Linked DNA regions of Bombyx mori: region 1 is linked to region 2. Evidence: chromatin contacts called from public Hi-C data. All regions are on one chromosome and are shown on one strand. The core of a region is the stretch at or near the end of the contact, and the rest is flanking DNA. Distances in the headings are between cores, read along the strand shown.

The links. A called contact is a pair of places that touch in the nucleus more often than the background predicts.
Region 1: a contact with region 2 is called in a Hi-C map of whole pupa, with 2.6 times the contacts expected there. The contact joins the promoter of LOC101738291 here to the enhancer-like site in region 2. A contact is called at or near these places in 2 of 7 Hi-C or Micro-C datasets (posterior silk gland and whole pupa).

Annotation. Positions count from the first base shown.
Region 1 is chr16:13,075,058-13,079,772 of ASM3026992v2, forward strand. It overlaps LOC101738291 (bicaudal D-related protein homolog), which reads right to left and starts at 1,426. Exons shown (of 9, transcript XM_038016571.2): 1 at 637-1,426. The coding sequence starts at 1,077. It overlaps LOC101738158 (coiled-coil domain-containing protein 63), which reads left to right and starts at 2,419. Exons shown (of 11, transcript XM_062673146.1): 1 at 2,419-2,490.
Region 2 is chr16:13,005,615-13,010,749 of ASM3026992v2, forward strand. All of the region lies in intron 1 of LOC101738291 (bicaudal D-related protein homolog), which reads right to left. Among protein-coding and RNA genes, the nearest start is that of LOC101738429, 44 kb to the left of the region's middle. Within about 2 kb of position 3,142, at least 4 of the 8 cell types and tissues checked have open chromatin away from gene starts, as enhancers often do.

The sequences.
Region 1 (4,715 bases), core at 176-2,675, 68 kb after region 2:
TGGGCGACGTCGGCGTCCATTTACCATGCGCATTATATGCCCGTCGACGGGAATAAAAAAACACATGGTATATATTTTGATTTTCATTAAAACTTTTTATTCATCCGAAATCGAGATAGTTCGCTTCGTATTGCAACATTCACACAACGCAATCCTTAAATGTAGCAACGCTAATACTAAATCAGAGAAACATGACATTTATACAAGAGTGTATAGAACTGAGATTCCTATAACTCATTGTTAGCAGTTACAGTCTCGATTTCTTACTTGCAAGCTTAAACATAAAGGTGTAAAACAGCGCATGTTACCGAAATTATAACGTTATATTTCTATAATAGTACCGTTAACATCGCCAAAACAACATTTAGATATATTAAAGTATTTTTCTTTGCATGTTATTTTAAGTTAATCAAAACTAAATAAACACGGCATTTCTTAAATATTTTTCTGCTTATGGTATAACAACATTAAGAATAATATTTTTGTGTAATAAATAACTAATAATTGTAACTATACTGAGACCTTAGAACTCACATCACAAGGTAAGGCATTTACGTTGTAGCTGTCTATGAGCTCGTCCACCCATTTAAGCAATAAAAAATAGATTAAAAAAAAGTTTGAACACAAATAACTCACCTCGACTTTTTTGGAGTACTCCTCAGCGATCCTTTCTTGTTCCTTCTTTAGCTCTTCGTTTTTCTCTAGCAAAGCCTTCCCCAGTTCCGCAGCAAGCAGAAGGTCAGATTCCTTCTGCTGTAGTTGAGTCCACACGTCTTGCTCGGTGTTCGCGTCCATATTCGCGCTTGTATCTCTAACCGCCGACATTTCTCTGACGTATTCCTCTAGTTCTTCATAGAAGTTCTCATCAGACAAGCTGAGAGCTATAGGGGTCTTTCTGTTGCCACTTCTGCTTCTGCTTCTTCGGTGTTTCTTTATTGGGGTCGAATTTCTTATATCACCTTTACCGATAAACTCAGTGGCATCGGTTATGAAATTTGGGGACTGGTCACGATCGGGCGGTTCTATTTCGGAATTTCTACTTCTACTGATATTATAAGCACTAAACTCACCGGCCATTTAACATGAAACAAAAACGTTAACAAACCGAATTAACTCTGCGCGATTTTAGTGTAGTTACTCTTCTTGAATATTTTTTCGAACGCCTGTTGGACTTTCACGTTTTTTGGGATTTTGATTTTGAATATGTTCTTCGGTAGATCGAAATCCTTTTTTAATGCCATTTTAATGTTACGGTAACATTTTCACAACACTGACACAGCACAGCACAGCGCGGAGCACGTATCGCGGTTAATATTGTTATGTCAATAAACGCGCGGCGCGAACCACAGCGCCGATGTTGCCTCGACAACGGATCGGTCACAACAACGCTGTATGAAACCTCCCGAGCCGGAACGCGTTGCGATGCTCAAAGATTAAGCAACGATAAGAGACGAAAAAAAAATATCTTTTTTTTATTTTTATTACTTTTTTCTTCCTATCTAAGGCTAGGTAGCCTTGAGAGGCTATGTCTGCGTAGCCTAACAAGTTTTTTTTTTGTTAATACACAAAAAAAATTGGGGCAATAATTAATAATGTTCCCCGACCGCTGGTCTAGAGAGACCATGTCAGCGTCGCCGGGCTAATAGGATAGCTCACGGTTCTCAAACCTGACGATGTTGCTAACGCTAGCCCTAGCAAGAGCAGTGCTTCGCAGAATCTACCACTTAATCGGAAATGCGACCCACTGAGAAGATCCGGCGAGAAACTCAGTGGGCTGTGGTTTGTGGGTTAGAACTCACTTTATTACACCTATCCGTTCTACGACCATGAATGATGTCCTTAATAAGTATTGCTTAAGTTTACAAAAGAAACTACTACTGAAGTTAAGTAGTGTAATTGTTTAATTGTAGCTTGTGAATAAAATTATTTCCTTACATTAAAAGTTAGATTAGTTTTTATTATCGTGTTGTTTTGTCGTATAGATGTAAGGACCACTATGTACAAACTCAGCACTTTGTCTTGCGTAGTCGTGCGCACATGGCTTATGTTGTAAGCCAGATTTTGTTTCTTTTTACTTGTGTTTTTATGTATCTTTTTAGCTTGTGATGTGTATTGTGTGTTTAATAAATAAAATAAAATAAAATAAAATAATTGTTAGTATAGTATCAGAGAAAAGAATCCATAAAGAAACATTCTATTTCGTAGCCCGATATTTTAAAAATGTAACATAAAATAACATAACTTTTTTATCAACTCATAGACATAGATGGTGTTACATATTAATTAAGCAAATTGCTGAAAATTTCCAAAAATACGTACCAATTTAACATCACTTTACACTCAGAATTGATTTTTTTCATATTAAGCTTTATCACCAAAACTGGTCTGTCATTATTATCTAATCTTTGCCTTAATTCACCAGGTGCAACGGAGACAAACAATCAGGTGATTCAAAAACCTTAGTGCTAGACAAGGACAATAAATATCAAGGTAATATGGAGAGAGGATTAAAATTGAACAAATTTTAAAACTTTTTTATTAATGCTGACTAAGTCGGGAAATGATCTCATAATACCAAAAGAGGCTATTATTATGGTTATTGTACGAATCGATGTTTTTCAAAGCGTATTTTTTCTTTTTCTTTTTTTTTATTGCTTAGATGGTTGGACGAGCTCACAGCCCACCTGGTGTTAAGTGGTCACTGGAGCCCATACACATCCACAACGTAAATGCGCCACCCACCTTGAGATATAAGTTCTAAGGTCACGCCACCCCGAGGACGCCCGACTGACGGGTCGTCGAGGCGATAGTCGACGACCAACGACGTCAGTCTCCGCGGTACGGCGGCCCTACCAGGCCGCCCGGGCGGTGCCGCTGGTGTTCCGGGATACCCCGCTGGGCCAGAACCAGCCTGCCGGGTCGGAACGCGATACACCGCCGACCGGGTTGCTCTTCAACAGTATGTTCGGCGACGACAGCGACGACGAAAATGCGGACCGCATCGCAGTCCGCAGCCGCCGACGCGCCGTCCCGTCCTCCTGGTGCCAGCGCGCTAGAGTGACGGTAGCGTGCGGCGCAGCCTCAACCCCCTTAGGTCGCCCCGTGACCATCACCGGGAGGAGACTGCCTCCTCATAGGGGCTGGAGCTGGACAAACGCCCTCCTCCGGCCCCCGGCCCGACGGCGGCGGCACGGCGCCGAGAGGGAAGAAGAGCTCTCCCTCTCCCGTTCCGCCGCCTCCTTCCGCGAGATGGTGGACTCGCAGAAGTCGAGCATCGCCTGCCAGGACTCGTCGCTGCCGAGCATCGTAGCCACGACGGTCGGAAGCGACAAGTCCGGTCCTATTTTTGCAACGAGGACGCGGCGCTGCTCCGCGAAAGCGGGGCAGTACGCGAGCGTGTGCTCCGCCGTGTCCTCGTTGCAGCCACTGCAGTGGTGGCACTTCGGAGTCGGCTCCCTCCGGGCGACGAGGTGCAGGTAGCGACCGAAACAGCCGTGTCCCGTGAGCACCTGCGTCGCTCGGAAGGTGAGACGTCCTCGGTCGCGATTCACCCAGTCCGAGAGGACCGGGCGGATCGCCTCGACGGTCCGTCGCCCGTAGGCGGGGTCCGCCAGGCGGCGAGACCACGCCTCGAGCACGGAACGCTGAGATTGAAGCTTCCGCGCTCGAACTTCCGCCGCGCCAGGACGCGGCTCCCCCCTGGAGCAGAGATCGCATCGCCACGCGTAATCCGCAGCGAGCGCCTCCGCTTCCAGGTCCCAGGGAGGCGTCCCAGCTAGCACGCACGCCGCCTCGAACGAGACGGTGCGGTATCCACGAACCGCCCTGACCGCAATCGCGCGCTGCGGACGTCGCAACGCCGCAACGTTGTCGCGGGTCAGGTCGTGGCACCACACGGGAGCCCCGTACAGTGCCATCGACCGCACCACCCCCGTGTAGAGGCGGCGCACCACCACGTCAGGCCCCCCGACGTTCGGCAACAGCCGACTCAGCGAGCCGGCGGCCGCCATCAGTCGGGGACCTAATCTCTCAAAGTGAGCGCGGAAGCTCCAACGACCGTCCAGTACGAGACCGAGGTACCGCAACCCGGTCGCCTCGATCTCGACGCGAACGCCTCCGATCACGAGGTGGGCCCCCTGAGGCGGCGCTCTCCTGGCCCCGTGGAACAACAGGGCCTGGGATTTATCGAGCGCCACCTCCAGACCCAGCCTTCGGATCCTGCCGATGACGAAGGCCACCCCCGCGCAGGAAAGACGGGCAGACTCTCGCAAGTCCCTCCCCCGGGCCACGACCAAAGTGTCGTCCGCGTAGCAAACTACGCTCAGACCCGGGAGAGGAGTGCTTAGGGCGCCACGCAAGACCCAGTCGTAGCCGAGTTCAGTTGGATACCTAACGTAACCTAACGGCCGTCTGGTGTAGTGGTAAGTGACATGGTCACTACACAAGGGGGTCGCGGGTTCGAATCCCGCCAAGGGAAGATATTTGTATGATAAATATAAATGTCTTTTCCAGGGTTATGGATGTATATTAAATATATGTATGTGTATAATAAAAATCTTATATTTATATCCGTTATCTGGTACCTGTAACACAAGTTCTTTACGAACTTATCACGGGACCAGTTAACGTGGCGTGTAAAAAAAAAAAAACAAAAAAAAACAAAAAACCTACATATTCAATCAATCAAAACCCAAACCAAAACCCTTTTATAACCC
Region 2 (5,135 bases), core at 1,892-4,391:
GATCACAAAAAAGCAGTTGTTTTTAAACTATACAGTTACATACTATTACAATATACAATAAAAGTACTATATAATAATATCATAGTATATATGTATAATATACTAATACAATAAATCAGAAAGTTTATATTATGTTTGTTATTCGACGACGAAAAAATGGCTGAACGAACTCCGAGGAAATTTCTCGTAAATTATATGGGTATTTTCTTTGTTTTCCCAAGTCGTATACTTGTACTGTTTTAATTCCTTGATATATGTTTTTTTTTATTGCTTAGATGAGTGGATGAGATCACAGCCCATCTGGTGTTAAGTGGTTACTGGAGCCCATAGACATCTACAACGTAAATGCGCCACCCACCTTCAGATATAAGTTCTAAGGTCTCAGTATAGTTACAACGGCTGGCTCACCCTTCAAACCGAAACGCATTACTGCTTCACGGCAGAAATAGGCGGGGTAGTGGTACCACCCGTGCGGACTCACAAGAGGTCCTACCACCAGTAATAACGCAAATTATAATTTTGCGGGTTTGATTTCTGATGTTCCGAATACTTTCAAGTTGTTCATAGTCACGGAGTACTAAAGTGTTATTCCGTTGACATTTACGTATTGTGCTAACTATTAGCATATTTTAATATTAATTAATAATATTAATTTCATCACTGGTGGTAGGACCTCTTGGGAGTCCGCACGGGTAGGTACCACCACCCCCCTATTTCTGCCGTGAAGCAGTAATGCGTTTCGGTTCGAAGGGTGGGGTAGCCGTTGTAACTATACTGAGATCTTAGAACTTATATCTCAAGGTGTGTGGCGCATTTACGCTGTAGATGTCTATGGGCTCCAGTAACCACTTAACACCAGGTGGGCTGTGAGCTCGTCCACACATCTAAGCAACAAAAAAAAAAAAAAAAAACATAGAGTAATAAGTTACGATATGATCCGGAAAACGCCGGGTATACTCGCTGGCACACGTAGAGACGCTGGCACGCCATTTAATGTACTAGACTACATACTATAAAACGAATCGTGGTTAAGATCTTGAATACAGTTTTCAATAAAGCATTTATTTGCTCTACCTATTCGCTGGGAGCCTAAGGGCATATTGCAGCTACGCCCGGAAGGGTAGGTGAGCTCACGGGCTCAACCTGTGAGAATTTGCTAACACTAGCATTAGCAAGAGCAGTGCTTCGTAGAATCTAACATCGGATCGGAATCACAACCCACTGAGAAGATCCAACGAGAAACTCAGCGGGCTCAAAGCATTTTTTTTTAATTGCTTAGATGAGTGGATGAGCTCACAGCCCACCTGGTATTAAGTGGTTACTGGAGCCCATAGACATTTACAACGTAAATGCGCCACCCACTCTGAGATATATTTTCTAAGATCTCAGTATAGTTACAACGGCTGCCCCACCTTTCAAACCGAAACGCATTACTGCTACACAGCAGAAATAGGCAGGGTGGTGGTACCTACCCGTGCGGACAAGAGGTCTTACCACCAGTAAAATCTATCACAGATCCAGCGAGAAATTCAGCGGGCTCAAAGCATATGAATTAGGTCATCTAAATAGATTCGTTTCCAGTCACATTTTCTAGGAACTATTTGTCTACAAACCTCTTCATCATCACACCACCAGCCATCGCAGTATAATTCAGAAATCAGCGTAATCTCATATGAATAAGAGAGTAATAAGTACTAGTATTTCCTACTAGAAACTCCACAGAAATAGGGTTGACGAAAGCCATTGTATAGTGTTCACCGACCCAGTTCAGACACGTTGAACGACTTATGTGAACCCATGAACCGTAAGAACAAAACTCAGGGCTGCCACGTTCTATAAAGATTTACTTTTTGCGAATTATTACATTGTTTTCACAATTTCCGGATTCTACACTAAATGGATACCAATGCATTTGTCGTAACGCAGTGGCAATGGTGAATGTATACCATTTCAATAAAACAATCATAAGCTACCTAGTTCTGGGAGAATAGTAGAAATCTCTTTCACCTGAAGACATTGGCTTGAATTTCTAAATGAATGATTTCACAACAGATAACGCCGACACCCTTTAGGGTTCACAAGTAAACCAAACGTTAAATGTATATCTTAGAAAAAGTCCGAACCAACTGTAGCTTCCAGTCAACAAGCTACGCGTCCCTCTAAATTGAAATCATGGCTACTGACAGCCCTGAACTAAATCTGGCTAGAGTACATCTTTTGATTACACAGTCATGTAGGACGTTTTCACAATGGCCATTCTTAGACACTGTCAGTGGCATATCCAAATTGATACGATGTTATGATTTAAGAATAATACGAGCTTTTATTGTGTCACTTTCACTGACTTACAAAGCTGACACTCGGTAAAGAACTGAAACAAAGTTAATGTAATGTAATTGTAATGCATCCAAACATTTGATACTTGTTTAAATTGCATTTGTTTGTTTGAAGTCGCTAAGCTGTTTTTGATACTTTAGAAAAGGTATGGGCGTACCTTGCAATACCAATTGTTGCAGGTGTAGTGATATCAAACGAGAATTTTCACGAAACACATGACCGAAGTGTGTTAGATATAGGTCGACGACGGAATCACAACAGAGAGACGCTCGAAGGACATTTACGCTACTATCAAGCACTTACTTTATGAAGCTATGAAGACATGTCCATTGTCTTATATGGACATTTTAGTTACAACTTGTATTGTTTCTATAATCTGACGAAGCGTGTTGCAGATAATAATATTATGTGCTTTTAGGTTGTTAAATTACTTAATAAATAAAATACTGGCTAAAAATGTAACTTTAGTAATTGTATAACTAGTAAATTTAAAAATGTATTGTAAAATAGTAGTTCCGAATAAAAGCAAGCACAGTTTTTTCAACAACCCGACGAATGGCTGATCGGGTTTTGTCTTTTGGTACATTCTTTTATGAAATATATATTACCGTTGAAATCATCGCCAAACTTGTATTAAGTGTCATTTAAGTGATTGTTGGGGTAAACGCGTTCTCGAGTGAAGACCACGAATTGGAAAACGTAGTGCAGGACGCCCTCAGGCTCGGTGGAGTGGTGATCTGTGCAGGGTGGCTGGCATGAACTGGATGAGAGAAGCCGAGGGTAGTGCTCAGTGGCGAGCAATTGGGGAGGCCTATGTCCAGCAGTGGACTGCTATAGGCTGATGATGATAAGTGACCGTTACAATTGTAATGGTCTGCACTGGTCGGTACAACTGTTGGCTTTTTTTTTGTTTCCTACCTATGCTGATAGCCTTGAGAGGCTATTTCAGCTTTACCCTAACGTGTGTAGGTGAGCTCACGGGACTCAAACCGGAGTGTTGCTAACACTGACCCTAGCAAGAGCAGGGCTTCGCAGAATCTACCACCGGATCGGAAACGCGACCCACTGAGAAGATCCGGCGAGAAACTCAATGGGCTATCTGTCGGCGCTGATCCGATTTTGAAGTAACCTAATAGGTGATAGAGCCAGTGTATGAAATGATACAATTGTGTTAGAAATAACTAATAAAATAAATAAAATAATAAATAATAGTTATAAATATTTTATGAACAGATATGAGTAGAAGGGTTATTTTGATAATATGCTGAAAAGCACTCCACGCTTTTTTACAATGAAATCATTTTTTCTTACACTATTTTCAATTCAAATTTATTAAAATTTATTTTCTATTTTTTAGTTGAATTTTCTATAAAAGCGTATTTTTTTAGTTTCTTTATACTATTATTTATTATTCATTTTTTAAATAAATTTCAATTTTTCTTTTTTTTTTTAAATATTAAGTTGTCATCGACCCGTAATAAGTATGCTAAATTTCGAGTTAATCTGACGTTTGGAAGGGGATCAAAACCATGTTCAAAGATTCTGTTACATACATACATACGTCTGAAGCTAATAAAAGCGTATTAAAAAGGAGACAAGTCCCGATGTATTTGAGTATGCAGGCAGCATTATATATTATACACGTCCCTTATGGATCCACGATGGGGGAACGATATAGAGTAATGAAAATGAAACACTTTAAAAATTTGCGTAGTAACTGGTATGCCAACTAGGATTGGCCCACCTTATTGCCTGTTTCAGCTACAAACGTCCCATGAGTTCTGGTTAGCAGGGTACGTCCTTTTATTCCTCAGGTCAGCGCGCTCCATAAATCCTCGAAGTTCAACTAAACAGCTCAACTCTCTACTGTCTACCAGTAGTCTTTAAGTCATGTGCGATTGCCTTATGTTGCTTTAGGAGTCGGGGACGCGCGTGCTCAGACCTATAATGTTTGGTTGCAATAGTCGATTGTCACGGAACGCGAATGCGGCGGTAACTAAAAGTACAGGTGTGGAATTAGTAGAATATTTTTTAATTATATTAGATGGGCTAGTGAAAAAAGTTTTTAATTTTTTTTTTTTTATTGCTTAGATGGGTGGACGAACTCACAGCCCACCTGGTGTTAAGTGGTTACTGGAGCCCATAGACATCCACAGCGTAAGTGCGCCACCCACCTTGAGATATAAGTTCTAAGGTCTCAAGTATAGTTACAACGGCTGCCCCACTTTTCAAACCGAAACGCATTACTGCTTCACTGCAGAAATAGGCAGGGTGGTGGTACCTACCCGCGCTGACTCACAAGAGGTCCGCCAGTACCACCAGTAACTTTTCCAGTGGTAGGGCATTTTGGGAGTCCGCACGGGTAGATGCCACAACCCTGCCTATTTCTGCCGTGAAGCAGTAATGCATTTCGGTTTGAAGGGCAAGACGACTCTTGTAGTGTAAAAAGTGAGACTTAAAACTCATATCTCAAGAACATGACGGCATTTACGATACTAATGTCCATGGGCTTCGGTGACCGCTTAACATATATATTAGTCGACCAATTTTTTTAAGAAAATATGTACTTAGCATAATATGTTCGTTACTTGCGGGATGTAAAAATAGCATTGAGTAATAAAAATTAAAACACTAAAGGGGATGGCCCATTTTAGGCCCAAAGCGGACAATAGATTATAGAAAAAATACTTAGTGCATTAATTTTGTCATAAATAAATATGCATTTACTTTCTTGCAAATAAGCGCCACTATAGTTTACAATAAATAGTTTAAAAAAAGTAACTCTATTGAAAAAACAA